Linked DNA regions of Mus musculus: all the other regions are linked to region 1. Evidence: chromatin contacts called from public HiChIP or PLAC-seq data. All regions are on one chromosome and are shown on one strand. Each heading gives the region's core, a stretch centred on a gene start, on an enhancer-like site or on the middle of the called end of the contact. The rest is flanking DNA. Distances are from core to core; before and after follow the strand shown.

Region 1 (4,595 bases), core at 1,422-3,921:
TGGCATGGAGCCACATTCATTCTGTCAGAGAGGTGATAAAGCCAGACTGTGACCCTACTAAACACTTGGCCTTTGCACAGAATAAACAGAGAAGCCACTGAAGAGTTTCACAAGAGGTTATTCTGATGTCTGTGTCGTGTACATGTACATAGATGAAGGCCCAAGGGAGCACCAGAGTAGAGATAGACCCTGGTGTAGTTAAGACATAGCATGAGGATCCTGGCAGTGGTACAGACGTACGTGAGTGCCAGATTCTCCAAAAACAGTAAAAGAATAGTGTTACCATTAGCTGAGATCAGTTGAGTGAGTAAGATTGTAGGTGAGGAGGGTTGGTCAGGACTGGGGAGTCCTGTGTGTGTATGTATGAAGTTTGAGGTGCCTGTTGGCATCCAAGTAGAAGCGTTTATTGTCAGGTTTTATATGCCCATTAAATCCATGGGCAAAATCTAACCCAGAGTTAGGAATTGGAACATGGGAGGATTGAAGGCCATTCAACAAGTAGATGTGGATGCTGCCTGTGACTTCATTGAGCACTTGGCAGGCAGATGCAGTTGAAGCGGAAAACAGACCCACCTGTGTTCCACAGGAAAGAATGCCTCGTTTCAGCTGACTGTAAGGCTGCACTAATTAAAGCAAGCAGAGAACTGGGCCAGGAGCTGGAGGGAAATAGCTTATCTGTCAGATAGGGAAAGACTCCAGCACGCTTGCACACCATGGCCAACAATGCCAAAGTTTGCCACACCCACTTTCCCTTCCCTTCCTGGACACACAAAGAAAAGCTACACTCATAACCAAGTAGGCCGTGTGGCTGAGTGCAGCCAGTGGCGTGATGATGGACTAATTTGTCACTTCTACTCTGAGGCTGCTAAAAGTAGGTCCGGATCCTTTTTCCCATCAATGAAGGTGTCCAAGAACTTAGAGAAGCTGAAGCCTGAATCCCTGAGTCACGTTGGAGGACAACCATCTGGCTCAAAACACTACTTTTATTTTTACAATTTCATATGTATATACCATGTATTCTAATCATATTCAGCCTCCATGAGCCTCTTCTCATCCCTCTTCTTTGCCCCTCTGAGCATAAGATGCTACCCACTCCACCCCACCAGCAATCATTAACAGTCATTGTCCCCTCAGGAAGAGCAGGGCCTCATGAAACCCCTCATGAGGAAGGGTTGGAGGACCCACCCTTGTGCGGATCTCCATCGGCCGTGTCGTACCTGGACGGCAAAGATGCTCCCTCATCACCTGACACTTATATTCTTTCTGCTCCCTCTTCTCCTGTATTCCTTGAGCCTTGAGGGGTTGGGTTAGGTGTCCCAGGTAAAGCTATGCACTCATTCGTCACTCACACCCAGCACTGTGACCAGATGCAAGGACTGTATTCGTAGGTGCCTTCTGCAAACAGGAACCTCTCTATTTCATCAGATCACATTCTGACAGGAGTGCTGAGCCGTTCAAACGGAGTGAGGTAGAGCAGACCTGCAAGATCACTTGAACCCAGCTAGGCAATAGTAAGGCCTCCATCTCAAAAAGAAAAGGAAGAAAAAAAGAAAAAAAAAATCTTTGATTTGTAACTACAGTAGAGCTAAGCAACCCCAATATTCAAGCTAATGGAAAATTTCCAGAAGAAGAAACATTGATTGATTATGCAGGAAACAAAACGGATGTCCCTGGGTACCCAGGAGAGGATGGAATCTACTGACCAAGGAGCAGACTCAGCTCTGCCAAGTATAGCCTTCTCTGAGTGGTGGGGCAGACCTGCATGATTGCTCTGTGAGTCTAACCCTGTGTTACAGGTTTCTGGTCCTTGACATTTCCTAGGTTCATGCTGGAGTGAGAGAAAACTAGTGTGGCTGGCCAGGAATTGAGGGGAGATGCTTGGGCTGGGAAGCAGGAAAAGATCTTGGAAATGGGAGGCAAAGCCTATCAGGAAAGGAGCTGCAGAAAAGGCAACAGAGCAAGTGTGGGGCTCAATTTTGTCAGCACCCCTAATTCTAAGATGTCTTGCATGTTCAAAGGAGCAGAGCAAAGGAGCCTAGAGGACAGTGGTGACACAATGGGGACACAGTAACCCAGAACACAGGCATAGCAGGCAAGATACAGACAGATCACAGCTCCTTAACTGCTTCTGGGTTTATAGTCCTGAGAAAATCATTTTGTTTAATGCCCTCGATTTCGGTATGAGTATGCAGAGAGTAGCAGTGCTGGATCCCAGCTTGACAGGCAGGTTGCCATTCAGATTAATGAAACATGATATGCTCAACTTCTTGGAAGGCTGGTGCTATAGAAACAGTAGGTGTTATTATTCCCATAAAAGGAAAGAGCAGCCCTCTCTGGTGAAATGGCTCTTAGCACAGAATCCTCATTAAAAGCTGTGGTGCAATTTTCCAAGTTGCATTAGTGAGACTTGGCAATGGATGAAAAAAAAAAAAAGAAAGAAAGAAAAGAAAAGCAAATAAATAAGGAGGCAAAATATTCCAAGCAACGAGTTGCAGGCAAGTGGGAAGGAAGGTTCCGAGAGTTAGAATCAAGCCACAGTGGTTCTGAAATGCCTGAAGGGAGAATTTATTTATAGTAAGGCAAAGGTGACTTCCAGCCCTGAAATCGGGGCCTCAATAGGGATGAAGGAAAGCTAAGCCATGCGCTGGCAGGGAACTCAGGCTACTGTGACTCTCTCTCTCTCTGGAGGCCTTAGGATGCTGGTGACAGCAGGGAGGGAGGGCCAGTGCGGACAGCCACAGCGACAGCTAATTTTAAATGAGACACATAAGCTGTTTTCAAACCTGTTGCTTTTTTTTTAATCCGAGGCCGCTGCATCCTATTTAAAGAGACTTTCAGAGATGCTCTTCTTCTGGCAATGGCACGGCTTGAACATACCAAAAAGCAAGACCCACATAAAACATATTTTTAAGTGACCTGATTTCAAAGGCATCTTTAAAGATTCTTTGCATTACACTTGTTTATTCTTAAAATAAAATGACCACAGTGATTAGCATTTGATACGGATTTGTAACAAGGCCTTGAACCATAGTGGCATGCAAATTAAATTTTGTAAATTAATGTATGTATTAGTTCACTTTTAAACCCTTCTTTATGTACGAACAAAATATCCCTTACATTTCTTTCTTTCTCCTATAATGGAGACTCTTAGCTGTTTCAATTAAAGTTAATAATAGCTTTTAAGACAAAGTTCAGAGCTATAAAGTTCTTCGCTTGATCAGTAATCATAACTATTATTTTGTCATATTTAATCATAGGACCCAGGCCTCTAACAGAGTATTTAATTAAACTTTTAATTCGTGATAAGAAGTTAAATAGCACTTGAGAGAGTTTTGAAAAATTATTTCACTTCCCAACCAGATTATAAAAAAAAAAAAAAAAGGTGAGAGGTGTGATCGGGAGACAGCGGCTGGCAGCCAGAGAATTGTAGGGCATGTCAGCATGGGTTGGCAATAAGCCACTTTCCAATTAGCATGGCTTCGTGGCTGCCGACTAATCACTCCTGAGTGGATGGGTGAGTCACTTATGATGTAGTGGCTCTCTATTTGATCCAGTACTGCTGAGAATAGCTTTCTTATCCCTATTACTGCCTGTCCCACCTTGCCAATGGAAGTGTGAGCTGTGTAGGCTAAACGCCGAATGGAAGAGACACTCGGATTGTGTCTCTTATTTCTCTTTGCTTCCTGAAAACTGAGATTGTAATTAAACTGGGAAAGCATGGTGTGATTTGTTTTGAAATGAGTCACAAAAACACACTCTCCACACAAAAACATTCAAAGGTTGGAGTCCTGGAGCCATTTTTAGTCTGTCTTTTCTTTGGCAGTTTTAACATCTGGCACAGGTTGGAGGATATCAATAAAGTTACCTAATAATCTTAGTGGATTCACATCCCGTTCCAAACTTGGAATGTCACCAGACTGCTGCAGGTTTTGGCTCTATTGTAAGGATCTTTGCAGCATTTCTTGTGTGCAGCAGGCTAGGTGAACAGCTGTAAACACAGAAAGCCATTGAAGGACATCCTTCTCATGGTATGAACACCTGGATTCTTGGTAGGATGGACACACTGTGACCCAGGAAATTAATTCAGAGATTTTAAAATTGAATCTATCATATCTAAGCATGGAGTAATGGAGTCAGGTTAAAAAGAAAGTGATTTCATTTCTCAGGAGCACAGGAGGAACATAGAACTTATGCACACAAATTGTTAATACCAACCATTTGAGTTATTTGTTTTAGTTCTTAACCAAATCCTTGGGCTCCGGAGGCCACATAAAGGATTGGTTTAGTTTATTTTGAAAGTTGGAGCAATTATGCATTGGCACTCTGGGCTTCCTGTTACCCCAGACGTGATCCTTTTGTCCCCATTAACTTGGTACATATAATAAAATTCATCACTTTGCCATAGACTTCTGACATTTGTTGGAAGTCTCTTTAACTGACATTGGGCCACTTTCAAGCTAGCTGGTGATACTGTGCGCTTTCCTGACTGAGACGGACTCCTATGCACAGTCTGGGGAGGCCTGGGTGTGGAAAGTTAATGCATTCAGCACCCTAGGTGGGTCAGAGCCAAGCCTCCAACACGAGCACATTTTTTG
Region 2 (4,595 bases), core at 1,462-3,961, 400 kb before region 1:
CTCAAATGCATTTGCATTTTCACCTGGAGCCCTCGATAGGAGGGATTTTCCCCTCAGGAAAGTGTCCCTGCTTTTCAGTGCAGAGTACCAGGGTTCTCTTTAATGGTGCTAATCTCATTAACAATTACAGATGCTTCCAAACTTGCCTTGTGTCATCTTTAAATTCACACTCTGCTAAACTGCACATTTTTCATCTCTACTTGCTCTACATCTTTGTTACACACACACACACACACACACACACACACACACACACACAAAACGTGCGCTCATGCTCACGTTCTCCTGTTCTCTCACTGTAGACCCGGATGAGCAGTGAGTAGCAACCATGCCAAAGCCTGAATTCTCTCCTTTCCTAAAATTTTCTCTGCCAAGTAAACCAGTCCATTGCTTTCATATTCAACCATACTCGAGTTCTCATGGATAAGATACAGCTAGGTTCTTTGCTGGACTAGCACACAAATAGCCATTAGCCTCACTCCTAACAGAGTCTTTCTTCTCTTTGGAAGCCTCATAAGCAAGTCTCAGAAGTCCATGTTTATTTCATCCCTGGCCTTACAAACTTCTATCAGAATGGTTCACTAAGCTCTGCTTGCAGTACTCCAGGGCTTTTCTAGTTCAAAGATTCAAGTTGTCCCAATTCTTCTTAATACCAGTTCTAAAGGTCTGAGAACCACATGGTCAGACCTATCACAGCAACAGGACCACTCCCAGTATATGTATATACATAATACATACAAACATACACATAGACAGACAGACAGACAGACAGACTGACATGTATGTGTACATTTATATGCATATTTAATATACATATGTTTCTATTAGTTGCCAGGACAACATGTAACATGCAACTTAAGGACTGGTTAATTTTGACTCACAGTTCAAAGATACAGTCCATTATAGCAGGGAAGACATGGTGCCAGAAACTCAAGATGGCTGGTCACACTGCATCCATAGTCAAGAAGCAGACGGGGGAAGTGCTAGTATCAACTTGCTTTCTCTTTTTATTCTGTCAAGTGCAATATGTCCAGAGACCTTAGCACAAATGACTCCATGATGGAAGCAAGTATCCACTCAGGCCATATAACTTAGCATCTAGATGGCACCAGCAGCCAAAACAAAGACCTAATCCATCGAAGCCAACAGTTCTTGGAAAGTCTCTGAATGGACTAACCTTGCTTCTTGGCTTCTGTGGTTCTGCTTCTGGCTAACTGTTCTTCTTAAGTATGTCAACCCAGGATGTGCTTTTGTGCTTAAAAGCTCACCTTGAGAAACGCCTGGACTGCACTGGAATCCAGAGTTTCCAGTGTAGGCACCAGCCAGCTAATAAAGATTTTCTATTGGTTTAAACCCACGTCCAAGTAGTCTTCTCTGGTGATTACCCCACAGCACAAGGACCACATGGAATGGTATTGTCTACATTTAGTGTGTGTGGGTCTTCTTGCTTTATTTAACTCAGTCTAGAAACTCCATCACAGACATGCCCAGAGGTTTGTTTCCATGGTGATCCTACATCCCACCAGGTTGGCAAGCAATACTAAGCATTAAAGAGAGATAAGAGGTTTTGAGCACTCACCTACTGGCAGATTCTGACTTACATGTTATGTATGAATTAAACAGTTGAAGTTCGAGGATGCTAAGAACAGCTATTTGGAGTTCTATCTGCCTTCCTTCTCAATCTCTTATGTCATCCATACAAGTATGTGTATACCTGCATAAACATGTGCACATACAACACACACACATATGTATTAGAATATCATCACCTTGTTTTTACTAACGTGGAATTTCCAAGAATATAATGAAGACTATGGGAAGCAGTGACTTGCAACCACCATAATCCAGGCCCTCCATATATTGACAGCTACATTAACGAAGACAAATGGTCCATCTTTTGCAGTTCTATTCCTCCATGTCCATATCAGCAGAGCTTTAAATAGAAGAATGTATGTGATGCATGCAAATCAGTAACAGGATGAAAATATCTTCCAAAATGTAGTTTGATATTTTCGTGCGGCAGAAATGTGATTAATTAGCTTTTGTGTTCCAACTGTATTTAGAGTTGGCTCTTGTTTTGTTTCACCTATGTTGTAGTATCCTCAGAAGAGCCTCCAGGTTTTATGGAGCCACCCAATTTGAATGGATTCTGTGACCTGGACTCACCATATTCAGTCCAAACTCATTAGAGGCAGGAGTCTCTGCAGTTGATCACAGTGTAGTTTTAATCCCTCTGATTGCTACTGGATTTCACAGTAGGAGAGTCAGGTAATAGTTCCAATCGTCACACTTACTGCACAGAAACTGAGGGGAAGGAATGATTGAAGGCCAGCCCAGCCCTGCAGGAGAAGGTGTGATAACTGTCAGCCCTCCCAGAGTCAGGCAGCCCATACTGCAGCAGCCAAGCCTGTTGTTTTGCAGGAAGTCTTAGCTGAAAACAATGGGACCAAAAGATGCTTTGTGAAAGACAATGACGTCCATCCAAGGGCCTCTCATTAGCTCCTTTATACTCTGCTGTTTTGCACAGACTTGTATCCAGAATTATCTTGTTTTATTAATCAGTCTGGCAGACTCACAAAGTGGGGGAAAGAGAGCATGCTTCTTAAAGGCAGGAGGGGAGGTATCCGGCAAACCTGACAGCAAAGCAGCCACTCTGTCATCCATTCAGCCCAGCTCTCACCCTGCGGAGGGCTGGCTTCTCCCACATTCCCTCTCAGCAGCACTTCTGTGAGAGGAGATGATAGCTTCCTAAAAGCACCAATTCCCAAGTGGGTGCGTGGGTTTAAAATAGCTCGCTTCTCTAAGAGGGAACAGCCCCACAGGCTTAAGTAGCTACATTCAAACCATAGTACCTTAACACAAAACAAAACAACATGATTTCTTATAAAAAATCCTGGAGATTATACAGAAACCAGTTCTGGAGACACAGGAAAGGCAGTCCTGAGAGTTAAGTTTATAGCACTTTATGCCTACATTAAAAACCTGGAAGATCTCATATTAATAGCTTTATATTGCACCTGAAAGCCCTGGAAAAACAAAACCAAATAACACCAGAAAAGAGTGCATGAGGAGAGATAATAAAAGTGAGGACTGAAATTAATTAACTAGAAGTGAAAACTAATACAAAGAATCAATGGAAGGAAGAGCTGCTTCTTTGAGAGGATTGACAAGATAAGCAAGCTTTAGACCAAAGTAAGCAAATGAAAGAAAGAGGGGAACCAAATTATTAAAATCAGAGACAAAAAAGAAAACATTACAACAGATACTGAAGAAACTCAGAGAATCCTGAGGGCATACTGCGAAGGTCTATATCCTGCTAAACCAGAAAATTTCAAAGAAACAGATTGGTTTCAAGATGAGGTTAGTAATTTAAATGGAGCCATACAGACAAATGAGATAGAAACAGTAATTGAAAATTTCCCAACTAAAAATAGCCTGGGATCAGAGGTATACAGCACAGCGTCCTACCAGGCCTCCAGAGAAGAGCTAACACCAATACTCTTAGAAATATTTTGTAAAATAGAAGAAGAGGAAACGTTTCTAAATTCTTTCTTACAACACCAATATTATCCTGATACCAAGTGCTACAAAGACCCAACAAAAAGAAAACTATTGGTTTATAACTGTGATGAACATAGACACAAAAATTCCCAACAAAATACTTGCAAACTGAATTCAAGAACATAAAAAGATCTGTGCCTTACCTCCTCTGATCAAATTGGCTCCGTGCCAGAGTGTAAGGCATGCATCAACACAATTGAACCATTATATTTATTAATCAGAAATGTAATCTACCGTGTAAACGGACTTGAGGTCAGAAACTACATAATCATTAGGTGCAAATAAGGCCTTTGACAAAACCTAACATCCTTTCATGATAAAAGCCCTAGAGAATCTCAAGCCATCATGATATAATAAAGACAATTTACAACAAGCCAAAATAATGTAACTGGAGAAAACCTTGAAGCATTTTTACTAAACTCAGGAATAAGCCAAGGTAGTCCACAGTCCTTACCTATTCCATATAGTTTGATGTCTTAGCTATGGCAACAACTGGAAGGGATGAAGGGAATACAAATATGAAAGGAAGTTGATACAATTTTGTATAAGAGACTCTAAAGACTCCACCAAAAAAATTCCACAGCTGATGAGTGCCATCTGCAAAGTAGAAAGATACAAAATAACATAAAGAAATACATGGCCTTCTTATACACAGATAACACACACACTGAGAAAGAAATCAGAGAAACAATATGTTTTATAATAGTCTTAAAAGGTAAGTCAGAATAAAAACCAAAGAAAGTGAAAGACTCATACAATAAAAACTTTAAGACATCAAAAGATGGAATGGCCTCCTAGGCTCATGGATCTATAGGATTAATATTGTGAAAGTGGTCATCCTACCAAAAGCAATCTACACATTCAGTGAGTCCCCATAAAAATTCCAATGCAATTCTTTATAGAAATTTAAAAACGAATCCGAAGTTTCCTATGGAAGCACACAGTTCCAGATAGCCAGAACAGTGCTGAGCAACACAAGAAGAGCTGGAAGCATTATCATCCCTAAATTTTAAGTTTTACTACAGAGCCATAGT
Region 3 (4,595 bases), core at 1,211-3,710, 300 kb before region 1:
GTTCCATGCTGAGTGAATTCACCTTTCAGAATGATGGTCTAGCTAGCAAGCCCCACTCTACACTACCCAGTACACAGGGAAGCCGACGGCAGTCATGGGCACAGGGCTAGGCATGTGGGACCAGAGCCACAGCACCATATTCTTCCGTGCCAAACTGTCTCTACTACATAAAAAGAAAAGCAATAAGATCTTAAATTCAAGAACCACACTGGGAAAATATTAACCAACAAAGAAGACTAGGAACTCCCAATGCAGAATTGAGCGAAACCCCCTTAGACCTCACACTAAAGAAGAACAGGTATTTATATAAAAATGTTAAACTTAGCAAGCCAAACACAGGTTCATGAAAGTAAGAGTGATGGAGAGGTTAGAGCCCTTAAGAAAAGTAGAGAGTGAGGGAGAGGTTAGAGATGGGGTAAATGTCAGACCATTTCCTTAGCAGAGTTGTGAGAGTGTTGTATGCTCAGGGGTGGATGGATGGAAAACCATGATTCACTGCTAAGAGAGGGAGAACCTTCCAGAAATGAATGGAGCAGTTAGAGAAAGTGAGGATTCATAAACCATGGGGATTGGGCATATCGATCTGCACACACTGGTCGGTGAAAACATGGAGCTGAGTGCTGATCGGACTGTCTAACGGTCCATCCAAAGCAGTCAGGGCCTTTGCTGAGCTGACGCTGGAGGAGTCCTGCCCAGGCAGTTCCAAGCTGGCTCTTAAGAAATTCTGCACACTTTCCCACGAAGGTCAGGAGCCTCCAACATTGAAGTCCCCTCTGAATCCAGACCATCCTCTCCTCTGATCTCCAGGGAGAGCAGTGTCCAAGCTTCTCCAGGATACTTAGTCACAGTTTGTAGCGTGAATGATTACCCCAGTGGCCTCACTACTCCAACCAATTTTAAAGACAATGGAGAGGCAAGTCAGAAAGCCATCTAAATCGCAGGACGCTGCAGAGCAAAGGGCTTGCTCATGATTTAGACATCATAAGATCTCATCAACGGGTTGGTAAGGAAGAATACTAGGGATGGATACTTTGAGTCACGAAGACATCTTTTATAAAGATATCCGGCTGATGGCATTGTACATCAAGTAGGAACTTAGAGGCATTAAAAATTAATAGAAAAGTGTATGAATAATGGATTTGTGGCAGTGTGCAAAGCAACCATACACTAAACCCCAAGTTAGAGAACACATTGCTGAAAGGGCGCTACAGGCTATGCAACTTTAGTCTTCTCGCAGAGAACAAAAATGAGACACAACACATCTGACTTGGGCCCAGTGAAGGATGCTGAGCTATCCTGCTGCTTTTGCTGAGAAAGCACTGTGCAAGGTCTGCTTTTACTGCGTTGTCCTCGGGATGTGGATGTGGCCGTAAGCTTCTAAGCTGAGACTGCAGTAAACCCAACCCCCTTGGACCAACCCAACCTCTCAACAGTAGATCCATCAGAATGCTGGCCAAACTAGTTTGGGTCAGCCACTGTGAAACCCTGCTGTGGAGGATCCCCACAGAGGATCAAATGGGGTTGGGGATCAAGAATAAGGTAGTGTTCGCCCAAGCCTCCACCACCACCCTGCCCTTATCTTTTCCACCAAGCTTGTTTTTGATAGTCAAAGAAAAAAGTTGTAATCTAGCCATCTCTGCACTCTTTTTTTTTTCTTCCCCCAAAGGTTTGGTTATCTCCAAAGAATGGTAGTTTCCTGTGTTTTCCTTCTCATCCTATGAATATCTCATGACTCAGTTATCAAAAATAATAAACAAAATAAAAAGCAAGCAAAAAACCCCATCAGCTATAAAATAGACTGCCTAAGGTACACACACACACACACAGCGGACACACTTGAAGCTTAAGTTTTATATGATATGTTGGTTCCACAAGAGAAAAAATAAAAAGACCATTCATTCCCTGGCAAGGACAAGCCTGATAACACAGGTGATGGGGCAAACATTTCCAGCTTGCTTCCCTTCTTGGCTTCCTGGATGCAGCTCATTTTTACCCTAAAGGGTTTTCATGGTAATGAAGTCTGTACTCACAAATCAAGCCTTCCTCAGTAGAGCTACCTCGGGACTCTTGTGTGTGGTGTAGCTGTGTGTGTGGCCACGACCCGTTTCTGAGTGTGTGTGAGCATGTGTGTTAGGAGGAAGGAATGTTAGCATCAGCGTACTTTCAAAGCTGATCACAAAGGATCAAATAAGATATGGCTCTAACTTAAGGAGACGCTAAAAAATCTTCTGACCGCCTTATCTAACAGCGTTCTCGGGCTGGTTCCCTGGTATAAAGAGCTGGGGTAATAACTTTATTTAGTGCTTTGATTCCCCCCACCCCAGATTGCTAGTGGAAAGTCAAAGATGCTGATTTATAAGCAGAGGTTTCTTTAGGACTATTTTTAGAACAATGCTGTACCAGGTTTATAGGAGGGGGGCTGGAGCCACTTCTGAACAGAGCAGCATTTCACTGCATAATAACCAAGTACTAATTGCTCTTTGTCATCACTTTTTATGCAAATTGCCCTGCAGCATTTGCCCAATATGCATTCTACATTTTAACAAAGAGAGTGGAGTCTCGATGAGCAAGAATCCTATACCCAAGCAAAAATTAAAAAAAAAAAACAGCTATAAAACAGACTGCCTAAGGTACACACAGTCACATAGACATTGTTTTGTTCTGTGTCTGATTGACCAATAGGAATCCTTTGAACCCCAAGTAATGGTTTATGTGTTAAGCAAAAAATAAAATGTGTGTACAAAATCTGCACATTTTGCTTCTCAGACAGTATCATTTTCCCTGAAGACTTGATACCAGGCTAAAATGTGGATTGCTGGGGAATCAAAGCCTGCCAAGGCTGTTTTAAAGGCTTCCACTATCCGAGCCTAAGTTCCGAGTTTGAAGCACGCCTCGAAAAGCGTGCCCAGATTCCAGTCTGGATACCATCACTGGCCTCTATCAAATTGCCAGGGAAGTAAACATGGCTTAAACTTGGGGAATCTTCAGAGGGAAACCAAACTTCAAACCCAGCCTTCGAGGTTATCATGAAGATACATTTGTCAAGGTAAGAGGCTAGGACATATTTTATTTAACAGTCTGTTAGCTTGATCTATACCATCTAAATATTTAAACATAAGCTATGAGAGACTCCATTTGCACAAGGCCCTGGGCCTCACTGAAGTTAGGTCTACTCCTTGGAAGCCCCCACCCCCCCACTCCTGACTCCCAAGTGTCAGTGGGATGTTTCTTCTGAAAAGGACATAAAATCCAAAGATCAGCGCCTCTGCCTTTCAGTAAATCCACACTTTGCAAGCAGAAATAGCCAGCATGGAATTTTTTTTTTTGAGCTGGTGCTGTTCATGAAGACCCCATGTCCAGACGCTCAGCAATGGACCATTGCCATGTTGAAACGACCTTTCCTAGGTGCTGTTTCCAAAGACAGATAAATCCCGGAATGACAGTTACCATGCCAGTGTAGTCCCAGACTTCAAAGCCATTTACAGCTTTAAAGTAGCTGTCCAGGTGCCTTCTTCGAGGTTGGATGTGCAAGGCGCTATCTACCTGCTCTTGCGTGCGCACATGTCCCACTCCAGAGCAGCACTTACCTTGAGTTGTTGGATCAGTGTGGGCTGAGAGACTGGCACTCCTGGTCCCAGACTCTCTCCATTAGACAGCCTGATTAGGCGATGAAATAGTGGCAGCCATGAGCTTCTGGGCCCAGGAAATGTACTGTGAAGGGTGTAATGAATTACTTATGCCGTGTAGTGTATGTATAAATCATATTAAAGCATGCTGAATAGTACATTATCATGCTTCTCTTTTGCATTACAAAAGTAACTAATGTAAGCTGCAAAATGTACTTTTAATCCATTATTCATTTCTAAAAGTAGTCAGACCGTGATCCAACTACCATAAAAAGCTACCAGTATAAGCAAATATGTTTCTCAATTCGGGAGGTTGAAAGAGCATGGTTTTCGAATCGATTTCAAATTGTGAAGCATTTATCAAAACTTATATTAAACCTTTGCACTCCTAGCCTAGTCCGGGAGCAGGAATTATGACAAGCCCGAACTTTTTCCCTCAAGGAGAGTATTATTTTCAAACTCAGAGACCCATGCAGTTCTTTTCATCCTGTGAGAGTCTCTGTTTGCTTTATCTCACTCTTAATATTTACACTGGATCAAATATCTATTTTTAGTGACCTTTCTCATTCAGGCTCAACCCTGTGTGCTCTGATTTTTCCACCATGTCTGCTCCTGTGTGCTCAGAGTCTCTCCCAACAATGTTTGCCCAGTGCACAAGCAAGGACTTGGAGCAAGCTTCCCCAGCTACCTCATGCACACTCTCCTTTAGAGGACCTACTGGTCATAGCTTAAAGGGGAGAGAGCAAGTGTGGAAAGGCTGATAGAAACTGACCAAAAGCCACACAAACTAAAGGTGACAAACCAAACACACATTGTAGCCTCTATTGCAAAGGGTCGAACTCCTTAATGTTTGGCATAAAAATTGAGAGAAGTCCAACAACCTAACAGTACCTGAATCAAAGACGGTTTGTGGAAAGTATGGGAACTTACCCTCAATCCCATGGATGGCAATCGGACACTCCCTATCCA

Evidence for each region. HiChIP or PLAC-seq counts read pairs in DNA pulled down with a chosen protein or histone mark.
Region 2: an H3K4me3 HiChIP or PLAC-seq map of embryonic basal ganglia shows a contact between it and region 1, with 4 times the contacts expected there. The contact joins two enhancer-like sites. A contact is called at or near these places in 1 of 484 Hi-C or Micro-C datasets (bone marrow-derived macrophages), 3 of 115 datasets of contacts at active chromatin or transcription factors (embryonic basal ganglia and embryonic stem cells) and 2 of 9 other capture datasets (adipose tissue and liver).
Region 3: a contact with region 1 is called in an H3K4me3 HiChIP or PLAC-seq map of embryonic basal ganglia, with 3 times the contacts expected there. The contact joins two enhancer-like sites. A contact is called at or near these places in 2 of 484 Hi-C or Micro-C datasets (bone marrow-derived macrophages and liver), 5 of 115 datasets of contacts at active chromatin or transcription factors (astrocytes, embryonic basal ganglia, embryonic stem cells and 1 more) and 1 of 9 other capture datasets (liver).

The regions. Positions count from the first base shown.
Region 1 is chr4:32,506,535-32,511,129 of GRCm38.p6, forward strand. All of the region lies in intron 2 of Bach2 (BTB and CNC homology, basic leucine zipper transcription factor 2), which reads left to right. Among named protein-coding and RNA genes, the nearest start is that of Bach2os, 63 kb to the right of the region's middle. Within about 2 kb of position 2,672, at least 71 of the 459 cell types and tissues checked have an H3K27ac peak or open chromatin away from gene starts, as enhancers often do. A contact at or near this core is called in embryonic basal ganglia, where this site is marked.
Region 2 is chr4:32,104,365-32,108,959 of GRCm38.p6, forward strand. No RefSeq gene overlaps it. Among named protein-coding and RNA genes, the nearest start is that of Gm52717, 54 kb to the right of the region's middle. Within about 2 kb of position 2,712, at least 35 of the 459 cell types and tissues checked have an H3K27ac peak or open chromatin away from gene starts, as enhancers often do. A contact at or near this core is called in embryonic basal ganglia, where this site is marked.
Region 3 is chr4:32,208,536-32,213,130 of GRCm38.p6, forward strand. No RefSeq gene overlaps it. Among named protein-coding and RNA genes, the nearest start is that of n-TGccc3, 19 kb to the right of the region's middle. Within about 2 kb of position 2,461, at least 8 of the 459 cell types and tissues checked have an H3K27ac peak or open chromatin away from gene starts, as enhancers often do. A contact at or near this core is called in embryonic basal ganglia, where this site is marked.